Linked DNA regions of Cydia pomonella: region 2 is linked to region 1. The links are chromatin contacts, called in public Hi-C maps. All regions are on one chromosome and are shown on one strand. The core of a region is the stretch at or near the end of the contact, and the rest is flanking DNA. Distances in the headings are between cores, read along the strand shown. Region 1 holds the start of LOC133527585 (dystroglycan 1). Region 2 holds the start of LOC133527487 (membralin).

Region 1 (6,258 bases), core at 1,956-4,455:
ATCAACATCAACTCGAATAGGTATTTGCAAATCAAATACAGCTTCATTTTTGAAACCTGTAGTAACCGCAGTGTTTACTTGGAGGTGAAAATTTTGTCATCTAAAATTTTTTTACAATTTTTAATTGTAATCAATATTCGTTGAACTCTAACCTAATAGATATATAACTACATACCATCTTTGAAATAATCTCCTCCATACAAAGAAAAAAAAAATCATTAGATACTTATGGGTATCATGTACAGGTCAGAGAACCTATCACATGCACCTTACCAACTATTTAATGATTTTGAAAGCTTATAAACATATTATGTCCCTGTTCCTTTACCACAAGGCATTAGCTTTAGCGGTCTTACCCACATGTGTACCACAGAGAGAGTAGTGTAATTCAAGTATTTCATACCCAGTCCATCTGGCTTGTTACAATTTTAAGGTGAAATATAATCCTAATGGGCTAGATATTTGCGCCGTTTGGCGTCGAAACTTTGGGACCATGGGGGCCCAGCGCAAAATACCCATATGAAGAGATTTCCCAATGCCTCGTGGATGTCTCAGATGACCAAAGGGCTGGCAGCTACTTCCGCGAGAGATAAAGTCTAGACATCCAAAGAGGTAAACACAGTCTCAGGGCACCTTAACACATTATAATTCTAAATTTTATAAACAAGGTATAACAGGAAGATGAGTTTTAATTATTAGTTAGTTCATGTAACTTTATTTACTGTATTATCGTCTTATGTTGTCCCAATAAATAATAAATAATTCATCCTAACATGTTGTACTTCACTTTTCTATATAACTTCTTAATTATTGGTCAACAATTCAACTAGCTATTTAGAGTGTTCTCTTAACTTCTGGCCAACAGGATAATTATTCCTTTTTCCTTATAATGTTATCAGGTATGTAAATTGTTTCCTGCAATTAATAAAAACTATTGTGAATGTATTAATTTTATTCCTTAACTAAAATATATTTCCTTAAGTAATGTTAGAATTATCATTGTTAAAATAACTATGTCACTCAATATACTCTCAATATCATCCCAAAGTGTCCGCTCCCTTGAGTGTTGCTATATAGTTTACATTGTATTTCATCACATATGAGAAATAGATTGAGTACTGTTGGCTTAGCAGTAATCCAGTCTGTGTGGGAAAAGAAGAGTCATAGAATGTATTGACTCCCATACATTTCACAACTCTTCTCTTTCCACACAGACTCTAGTAGGTTGTAGGTGTGACACTTCTTAACCAAGCACTGTTGGCTTAGCAGTAATAGGAGTAGGTGTGACACTTCCAAACCAATTACTGTTGGCTAAGCAGTAATAGTAGTAGGGGTGACACTTCCAAACCAAAGGTTGTGGGTTTAATGTGTTTAAACCATGTCACCTATTCAAGCGTCTAATGTTGCCTTGTGACAGTTGTGACTACTGCGCTACTACCTATGTGAGTCTATAAATAAATATTTTTTTTTACAAGCTTTCATTTAGTTTCAACAATCCTGTGGTCTGGTGGATCTGTAATCCAAACTTCCAAGTTATATTGACCCACTTCCCATTTTCCGATGAAGCTTAAAATTTTAATACATAATAACTAAGTCCGGTGACAATGCAATATTATGGTACCATCAAGCTGATCTGATGATGGAGACTGGAGGTGACCATAGGAACTCTGTGATAAAACAATACAGACTAATTGTGTTTAGGGTTTTTAGAATTGTCTCGATGAGCATTAGTTGCCTGTGGAAAGAAGAGTACAGTCAGCGAAGCAAAGAAAAGTGTGCACAAAAAACATAATTTTTGTCAGAAACTTATTTCTACCTTATAGATTGCCAACTTTTTCGAAATTAGATAATTTACCAATCACACTTTGTCAAGGATTTATTATAACTATGTCAAGAAAGGCAACTAATCAAAATAATGCCAAGTTTGAAAAGTCATATGTCAGCTCACAGAATAAATAAAATAAATAAATATTTTGGGACAATCTTACACAGATCCACCTAGTCCTTATCTAAGCAAAGCTTGTAACATGGGTAACAGAAGACAATAGACATATGTATATCTTAATACATACTTAAATACATAAACACCCATGACTCAGGAACAACTATCTGTGTTCAATACACAAATAAATGCCCTTACTGAGATTTAAACCTGGGACCATTGGCTTCATAGGCAGGGCCACTACCAAATAGGCAGACCGGTCTGTCATATCAAAAAAGACAATTTTTGGAAATAGATTACCAAAAATTAGAGCTGAAGCGTCCTCAGGATGCACTTGGAAAACTACTTAGATAAGAATGATGAATGAAGTTTTATGATTGAGGTTAAGATAAGCACTTGTATGTATGTTTCTGGTGCTGTCATTGGTACACTACTTAATGAAATTGAAATTACTAATATGGAGAGGGCTTTGCTAAGTTGACTACCTATATGAATTTTCATCCCAATGATGAGAGCCTAAACCAAATACCAATACACAGGTGTTTAATATAAAATTATTAAAGATACAAAGTTAAATAAATAAAAATCTTGGATTTAATGGTGATCAACAAGAGAAAAACTTAGTCTGGAGTTAATACGCTTGGTCTTGGGACTTTGATAGCAACCACTTTTCACAGGAAGTTGGGTCACACTCACACCTGGAATTATTTATTTTAAGTACTCCTTTTGAAAGCAAGGATCAAACCTGCAATTCCGGCCGTAAGGTTTGTAACATACGCGTAAACATTTCTAGTATCAACCCTAACCTTCTGTTTTCAATATTACTACGATGCATTACCCAAACATTAATATTATTATCTATTCCTAGATAAGGTAAGGTATGAATGACCTCACCCAAATACCGAACTTAAGAAACAAAAACCGGCTGAAACTTTAACGTAATCAAGCTGTTATAAATATCTAGGCAGATTTAAATACTTAAGAGTAACATTATTTATAAAAAATAATCAAATTTATAATACTTACACAAATTCACATGACCAAACCCCGGGCTTCTCGAAATGTGTTGACACTGCAGCGTCCGTGTATATGCAGGTTTCTTGTGTTGGTATTGTCTTTAGAAAATGAAATAAGAAGTGTTTTCATTTATAAACTATATAAACACAACACAAATCACACCTGTAAAAAATCACGACAAACCAATCCCCATCCGATCCTGACGTTCCCAACTAGCCACCCTCTCCACTCTACCTCTGCTAACTCTGCTTGATCGCCCTGCGCCCTAACGTAGTGATACCAGCTATAAATTTAAAAACTGCACATTTTGACTGCGATTCAAACGTCAAACGGAAGTATACTGGCTTCACTCATAATTGTTGCGGCGGATTTTGGTCTATCAATTGTATTCATTGCACCTACTTAGCCGGCAATTATCTAAAACCGTATGTGATTCATTGCAAGGTCTGTAGAAGTATACATTAAAATAGCCGAAACAGTGCAAATGTTATAATAAACTTCAAAAACTCATGAAATTATGACGTTTATACAGCCTGGGCTATCAACTATATTATACTACTCTTTGGATGAGATTAGAGTTCCACCTAAGCTGCGAGACCTATTAAAAATTGTGTACAATAACTACGACAGCAAAGTCGTACACGACGGCCTTATTCCGAAGATATCTCCCTATCTTCCTTGCTGTCTCATCGTCTTGAACGGAATTATGCACCACGTAAATGATGGTAAACGCCGATGCATAGAGTGGGGGTTAACTGGTCAGCTGGATGACCTAGATTACGCTGATCACATCTGCCTGCTTAGCCACAAACACGCCGACATGCAAGCGAAACTAGACGACTTACAGCGAGAGGCTAGGACCGATGGGCTAACAATCAACTCCCGGAAGACCCAAGCAATGCGTACGAAGGGGGGAAACCCGCTAGCGCTAAATCTAGGCGCTGAGCAGATAGAGCGAGTACATACATTTACCTGGGTAGCGTTGTGTCAAAAACCGGAGGAACTAAAGAGAACATCACTTCTAGGATACTCAAAGCTAAGGCAACCTTCGCACAGCTTCGTCCTATATGGCGGTCTCGAAAACTGACGAGAGGAGTAAAATTGAAAATTTTCCGATCGAACGTGAAAACCGTGCTGATATATGGATGCAAGACGTGGAGGGTCACTATGGACATCACGCGGCGGATTGTGTTTGTTAACCGGTGCCTTCGACAGATTCTCGGGATATACTGGCCCGAGAGAATATCTAATGTTCGCCTATCAGATACCTGCCGTGAAACTTCGATCGGTCACCAGATCGCGCGCCGCAAGTGAACCTGGATCGGTCACACTCTTAGAAGGGATCTCGACCACATCCCTAATAGGCAAGCCCTAGAATGGACCCTGCATGGCAAGAGAGGATCAGGCCGTCCCAAACAGTCCTGGCGGCGTTCAATGGCATCCGAGTTGACAGCAATCGGGCTATCATGGCCTAAGGCGAAGCACGTAGCGCAGCCCAAGACAGAACGAGATGGCAGCGCACTGTGGACGCCCTCTGTCCCACCTAGGGGACGTAGGACTTTAAGTCAAGTAAGTCTTTGACTATCAAAATCGCTGCCAACTTACACTTAGTTGGGTCTGACTCTATCTGTCTTATGAGCTTATGACAACTTTTTACAGTTGTCACTTCTACTTCCAATGATGATAAACCCGAAAGCTTAATGCAGATTATTTATGACTCAGACAACTATATATATAATATGTAAATACTTAAATACATAGAAAACACTCATGACTTGGGAACAAATATCTGTGCTGATCTGCCGATCACATAAATAAATGCCCTTATCGGAATTTGAACTCATGATCATCGGCTTCATAGGCAAGGTCACTACCAATGCTGCCATTGTTTTGAAAAAAGTATTTATGAGCCAGTTATAGGGAAACATCCCATAATCTGACTTTTGTTCCAAGACTTGAAATATTGAAGATGGCATTGTGTTCTCCTAAGCCTGAGGGAGACTTCTGTGCCATTCTTTCTTTAGGGTGACTATCAAATCAAGTGACAATTGAATGAATGTTACCATACGTATGTAATTAATTATCATTTTCATGAATATAAACGTCGTGAATGAATATAAATTGCGAATACATGAAGTGAAGTTAATTGACTTTATAGATTCACTTGTTTGACAGTACTTACTCCCCTTGTATGAAAGCACCTTGGTTCCGAGAGTTCTAACTGTCCTGGACTTGAGATCGTCGTCTTGATTTGCTTGAAAATTTATAATATTTCTGTCAAATGGCCTCTACAAAACCTCACCGATAATCACATGCGATTTACAATACATTGCGGCCCTACTAAGCCTGCACTGTAATATTCAAAATCGCATATTTATTTCAAGGTCTGTAAATGCCTACATTTAGAGAAAGTTTTCCCCATACTAATTTTTTTTTCCTGGCAATACACATCTGCTTCGTGCTAGCGACACCTATTGTTGAAACAAGTTATTAGTTGGACTACCTTACAAAGAAGTCTTCTATGATTTTCATTCTGTTTCATAGGTGGCGCTAAATACCAAATATTTTAGACATCTAGTGGCGAGTAGCAACGTTAAGTATAGTTATGTTGTTGTCAAGAGATGGCACTTTTCAATATGTGGGGCACTAGGGCAATCAAGATGAGTAGGCATGGTTATTTTGCAGTCGATAACTTACATATTCGTATAAGTGACATGTAGTCGAAAAATATGAACAAACGATGGTGGTCAATAATAATTACTTTGTATAGGAAGATTAGGGTAGATTTTTTAAAAACTAAATGTAAGTTTGTTATTTAGATTTCCAATGAAATTGTTATAATACGTATATGGCAAAGTATATTGTATACCCACCACCTATAAGAAAATGATAAAGTTGATATTTACATGTTTTAGGTATTTAACATAGATAGTCTCCACCGTTTCACAGACAAAACTGGCAGGATTTACATCCACAGTACTCACCTACCTTTGATTTTCGCGATTATAATAACCCTGTCCATCCGCGGCTTTGCTCCGTGGTCGTTAGTGCTAGAAAGCTGTAATTTGACATGGATACATAAATCATGCATGGCGACAAATATCCAAAAAAAAAATACCGCTTTAGTTTTTTTCGCTTTAACCCAATAGGGTTGTTTCCATCTACAAATCTTAGGGCAGAATTGTATCCCAATAAATTCTTTTGGATTATAAGAACATGTTAAACTACTTTTAGGGGACCTGTAATGAACATATTTTTGTAAATATTGAATTTAAAATATCTTTTGGCACACGTCACGT
Region 2 (6,258 bases), core at 1,333-3,832, 320 kb after region 1:
AGTAAAGTTTGAAATAGCTGGCAATATCACTCCAAGACAAGTGTAGGTATTGTACTAGATAATTATGTACTAGGACTAAAGCAAATGTCATATAGCAATATTCTTTCCTGTATGTAATGTTCTTACAATATTTTATCCCATGTATTTGTGGGTATTTATTTACACAAGGTGCTTCTTTTTACCAATGCTGTTAAACAAGAAATGCAGATGGTAATGAAATAGCAATAAAAATAACTGGATTAAAATAATGGAAGCCCTTATTTTAAACAATACCCTTTGAAATTTTCTTAATCAATGGACTGTATTCATTATTGCAAAAATCTCAACTTCAATGACATTGAAGTACAATTGCAACCTTCTGACTCAACTCTAATAGGCTTAAACAAAATCACTTAAATGTCAGGGTCATCTTGCAAGACATATGCAAACTTGAGTACTAGGGCACTTGTATATGATTGTTTGATTTGAGAGGTGTCAAGCATCTTATTTAGACAAAAAATATGTATTGTGAAAATCAGATAAACAAACATTTTCACAATTTTTTTCTTGGCTGGAAAATCATCTTTTGATACAATATTTGTCTCAGCCTTTTGTGTGTTGTCACAAATTCAAAAAATGTGGGTTCAAATGTGTTGTGCGAGATAGAGCACAGAAAAATTCCCACCAAAATGTTGTAAAATGCTAATAATTCGGTCAGGATCCTTACCATACACGGGCAAGAGGTTAAACTAATAACACTAATACACAACATTATGTACATATACATCTAGATATTGACTAGCTATACTGTCATTTTTCCATAATTTATTATTATTTCATTATCTATTTGACATTGTGAAGAATTTATTAAGTATTGATTTTTGATGATGATTCATATGTACCTATATTTCTAGACATTTTATAATTGTATGTAATAAATTTTCTTTGTTGATCATAATATAAATTATACAGATTAGTAATATATATATTATATTGTAATTTCATATTTTGAAATAATTCCAAATCTGTAGTATTTCTAGTTATGTGTTAATATTACACTACATGATTGTAGACACTAAATAAGGTAAATTTAGTCAGCCCTGTTTTGTACCTAGTTTGTAGTTCTGTTTTGTAGTCTTACCATGACTGACAATGACATATGCACTAACATGAGCATAACTTACTTTCTATGCATCTTGGCCGTATTGGAATTTCAGTACAAGCGAGTTGTATAGAAATTAAGTACGCAGTAAGTTACAAATATGTCAGTTTGACACTGACAAGGCAGTCATGGTAAGGCTACTCATCCATCACTATAATTCCTATAGATTTATACTTGATCACAAATATTTAATATTAAATTCATGCAACTTGTATTTGTTATCTTTGTACAACAAATGAACATAAAATAAAATTAAACACTCACCCTTCAGTAGCCAAAATGCCCAACGTTGGGGTGTCATCATTGTCTTTTTTTAATTTATTCTCCTTAGCATAACTCTGCTCAATAGTATAGTCATGAGCCGGATTCCTTAATATTTCGACCCGCAGTATACCATCTCTAGGCCATGAGTCCTTCACATGGTTCAAACAGGTGGTTGGTGTCCTCGAAAATGCTATATGAATATAAGCAAGCACAAAGAAAGCCACAATTGCTTTTAATAGCACGAGGAACTCAAAGAACCTCCTCACTGGCCTCGGAAATGTCCTTGCATAGGCTACAGCAAATTTAAAAAACAAAGCATGAAACAGCCTTTCTCTCACATTGAATAAAGGATTTTGATTATTATTCCTATTACGATTCATTGTGGCATTCAATATTGGCCCTCCTGGCAGCAAGTTGTTCTCAGGATTCACTCCTGGTGGCAAGTTATTCATTATCTGGGGGCCTCCTGCATTACTCATGGCTTCAACTTTGGTGTACTGGATGGTAAACGCACTATCTCAATCGCATTTTACGCATGCCACCTAGAAGAAGAAATAATAGTAGAACACTTCAGATATTAACCTCCTGTCACTGTTAGAGGACGTAGGTCCAAAAGTTGCCAAATGCGTGGTACAATAACATCGATCGAATCTATGTTTGTTGTCAGGTTTCGATAATTTTATTAATGACGTTGGAATCGCTATCAACAAAAAATATCCATAATCGAAACAGAAGGGACTGACCTCCGTTTAGAAAAAACAGTTTTGAAGATGATAAATACGTTGTTTTACTCAAGGCATGTATTTTAGAGAAACAGCTTTATGGGACGAATAACACTAATTTCAAGTGATAAAATCCTAAGACACAAGCTACTTTCTAGTGTGAAAATATGGATAAATATGTGAAACTGTCAAATTCTTGACATGTCATTGGATACGAGTTGAGAAGATTTTGGATCTTGACCATGGAATGTTTTTAAATAACCATAGACAGAGTTGTTTACTTTCACTAACAAAAAATACTACCATTTTAGATTTAGCTACAGACAAAACTCAGTTGACCAACATGACAAGTTAAATAATTACCGTAAACCGTAAATATTAAGGCGAATGGAATACAATACTTTACAATTTTTTTTTTTTTTCGTTATGTGTTGAGAGTTCATCGGTTATTAAGATTATAAATTATCATGTAATGTTTCTGATGATTCAGAGGCATACCGTTAGATGGCGCTAGTAGACCGAATGACCGTATGTCGATTTGAAACCAAACGCCGCTTAGGTTCTTTGTCTATCATGGCCATACCATACCTACCTCTTTTTAGGGTTCCGTAGCCTAATGGCATAAAACGGAACCCTTATAGTCTGTCTGTCTGTCTGTCTGTCTGTCCGAGGCTTTGCTCCGTGGTCGTTAGTGCTAGAAAGCTGAAATTTGGCATGGATATATAAATCAATAAAGCCGACAAAGTCGTACAATAAAATCTAAAAATTTAATTTTGTTTAAGGTACCTCCCCTACACGTAAAGTGGGGGTGAATTTTTTTTTTAGCTTCATCCCTCTAGTGTGGGGTATCGTTGGAAAGGTCTTTCAAAACTAATAGGGGTTTTTAAGAAACATTTTTTGATAAAGTGAATATATTCGGAGATAATCGCTCCGAAAGAAATAAAAAATGTGTCCCCCCCCCTCTAACTTTTGAACCATAGGTCCAAAAAATATGAAAAAAATCGTGAAAGTAGAGCTTAAGAAAGACATTAAATGAAAACTATAACGGACATGATCAGTTTAGCTGTTTTTGAGTTATCGCAAAAAGTTTTCCCTTCATAGTAAAAAGACTTATTTTAATTAGGTACTGATTATGCAAATTTGCCTATTTGTTTAACTCAGGTGAAAGGTACCGTTTCATCCCTTGTTTAACAATTTACTATACTTTAAGCTCCAGTTTAGCTTATTGTGACGGAAGAGTAACTACGGAACCCTACACTGAGCGTGGCCCGACATGCTCTTGGCCGGTTATTTTATATTACGTCAGTGGCAAACAAGCATACGGCCTGCCTGCCTGCCGTCTCCGTAGCGTATGTACGCCTGCAACTTGCGCGTTGCCGATCCTAACACTCCGCACCCTCGTTGAGCTCTGGCAACCTTACTCACCGGCAGGAACACAAACTATGAGTAGGGTCTAGTGTTATTTGGCTGCGGTTTTCTGTAAGGAGGGACTTCCCCAGTTGGGCTCTGATCTAAATCTGGACCCTGTGCCCTACCACACAAAGCGTGATGACATTCAGAATGCCCATACCTCTCTTTTGGACGTAGTTTAAGGACGTAGCCGGGTCCAAACATGTCTCGATGTCTCTCTGAATCAAATCTTGCAAGTTACACCCATGTGATATATACATGTACCTTCCGAGCATCCCAATTACTCAAGTGACACCCTTTAACCATATAAGGACAATCTGGTGGACCTTTAGTCTTCTTAAATACTCACCTACGCTTTATTCAAAGCTGCATTGCCTATTTCGAAAACTTATTTAAAGCTCTGAATAGATGATTTTGAGAAAAATTAAATCCAACTTCCCAAAGGATATTTTTTCACAGCTTTAATTCCTACGCAAAGGAGCAGCCATTAATTTTACGGATTATTTGTAATACAATAGGGGACTTTTATGCCCGGACACAGCGTGAACATTATGAAGGATCATTGTGTGCACATGTCAGACAAAACCTTTACAGAACCATAGGGTTGACTGACAGCTAAATTGTGCGAGACTCCTTAGAGTTTTTTTTTTTAATTCTATAAAGTTGGAGCTTTGGCTGGGGACGGAATGACATGGTGAAACGATTCGTTAACATTAATGATGTTCACGTGTGATTTAATGGCAGGTTGATTGAGTTGTTATTCACTAACGAGCTAACAGGTTTCTGGAATAGCCTATATTTTATAGCGTAGGCAGTCAGCTCGAAAACGGTTAGTTGTGGTTTGTATCAAATAACTATCTATATTATATAACTATCTATGTTTGGAACCGGGTACGGCCTTACTACGTCCACAAGACAGTCGTCCACAAGACAGTCGCTTTGTGTGGTAGGGCACAGCACAGCGGATGTCATTCCAGATTAGAGCAGAGAACTCCGCAGCCTCTTACCGCAGTCAAATAACATTAGATCCTACTCATAGTATTGTGTTCCTGCCGGTGAGTAAGGTTGCCAGAGCTCAACGAGGGGAGGGAGGGTTGTTAGAGTCGGCAACGCGCATGTAACTCCTCTGGATTTGCAGGCGTACATAGGCTACGGAAACTGCTAACCATCAGGCGGGCCGTATTCTTGTTTGCCACTGACGTAGTATAAAAAGAGATCGCGAAACGACGAATAGAGTAAGTACATACCTAAAAATATGACTCCATTTATAGTACTTACACTACTAATCAATCGGGAAAAATATCTCTTAAGACGAAAGATTTAAGTGAATATAAAATCAATAATTCGTACCCTTGGTGCAATAAAGCCACATGTGACTTTATACCAAAATCGATTTTATCTCGCGAAAGTTACACAAATGTTGTATACTATCAAAAACAAAAATCCTTTTTTCTGTATCTTTATTAGATTCTTAAATAAAGCAAGCGAACACCGACGCATGTGATCAGTTGAAAATGAAATAATGCCGCTACCGCACGTGCGTCGTTGTTTCCCGATGTTACCACAAGCGCCTTAGCTGCGCACGCGACGATGTAAGTTCAGTTGCGTCTGTTTTTTACGGGTCTATGTGGTACTAACATATTTTTTGAAAGAAACGTGTTAATAATGTTTTATTGGTGTTATTTTCTGCTTGTATCATACTGTTATATAACTTAAAAATGGTAGTCACAAAGTCACATATGCCTTTGTTGCACAAAATATTCCCAGCCGCAAATAAACATGTAGCTTTATTAGCCACAAAATATTGATTCGATATATACACTTGCGCCCTTTTTACATGAAATGGATAAACATACATCTTTATTGAATAGTTTAAGCACAGAAAAATGGTATAATTATAGATCCAATCTGCTTAATTTTAATTTATATATCATTATAGATTACCCATAAATACTATAAAGTGATTAGCAGCGCAATTTTGTTTATTTTTATTTTCACTTCGCATGTAGTAATGATAGTGGGTGAAAGAAATTGTAGCTTTTTTAGGGATATTTATGTACGTATTTCCGAATTGAAAAAAAAACGCACTATAGGATCTCTCGTGGTATGTCTGTCTATCTGTCTGTCACAGCGAATTTACCCTTATTTTCTACGGCACGCACGTGACATATATGTATATTTCTAAGTTAAACATGGACAAGTACCAAACGCAAATAAAATAAAATAAAAGTATAGGCATCAATTAGTAAATAATATTGCGTGTAATTTTAATTATAGTAAAGTTTTAAATTATACTGAAATGTAGGTAATACCTATTATGATTTAGTATGCAACCGGGTGTCTTTATATATCTTATATGTATTTATTTAAATAACAGCACTACTGGCATGTTACCATTATGCATAAGGTATTATGAATATTAAATATTCATTATCTCTATTTACGCCGCTAATAAATATAATGTCAATATATCGCATTCCTTTCTTGAGAAATGACATACACAAAATGAAGGTGATAGTGTTCATTCAACTATTGAGAAAGCGTCGTCACTGAAGATAATTTATACGCCTGAAGAGTGGAGACTTCTAGTCCGATGGGTCAGATCACCAGATCATGAGCCTTATTTGGTCAAAAATATGACACAAAACAGTTTTTATGATTTTAAGAGCGAGTTAAATTACCGTGTTTGGAAAAACAACAGCCAAGATGAAAACATAAGTT

What was found. A called contact is a pair of places that touch in the nucleus more often than the background predicts.
Region 2: a contact with region 1 is called in a Hi-C map of whole body, with 6 times the contacts expected there. The contact joins the promoter of LOC133527487 here to the promoter of LOC133527585 in region 1. A contact is called at or near these places in 2 of 2 Hi-C or Micro-C datasets (both in whole body).

The regions. Positions count from the first base shown.
Region 1 is chr18:11,820,986-11,827,243 of ilCydPomo1, forward strand. It overlaps LOC133527585 (dystroglycan 1), which reads right to left and starts at 3,206. Exons shown (of 20, transcript XM_061864645.1): 1 at 2,969-3,206.
Region 2 is chr18:12,143,922-12,150,179 of ilCydPomo1, forward strand. LOC133527487 (membralin) reads right to left here and starts at 2,583. Exons shown (of 11, transcript XM_061864512.1): 1 at 2,491-2,583; 2 at 1,406-1,947. The coding sequence starts at 1,884.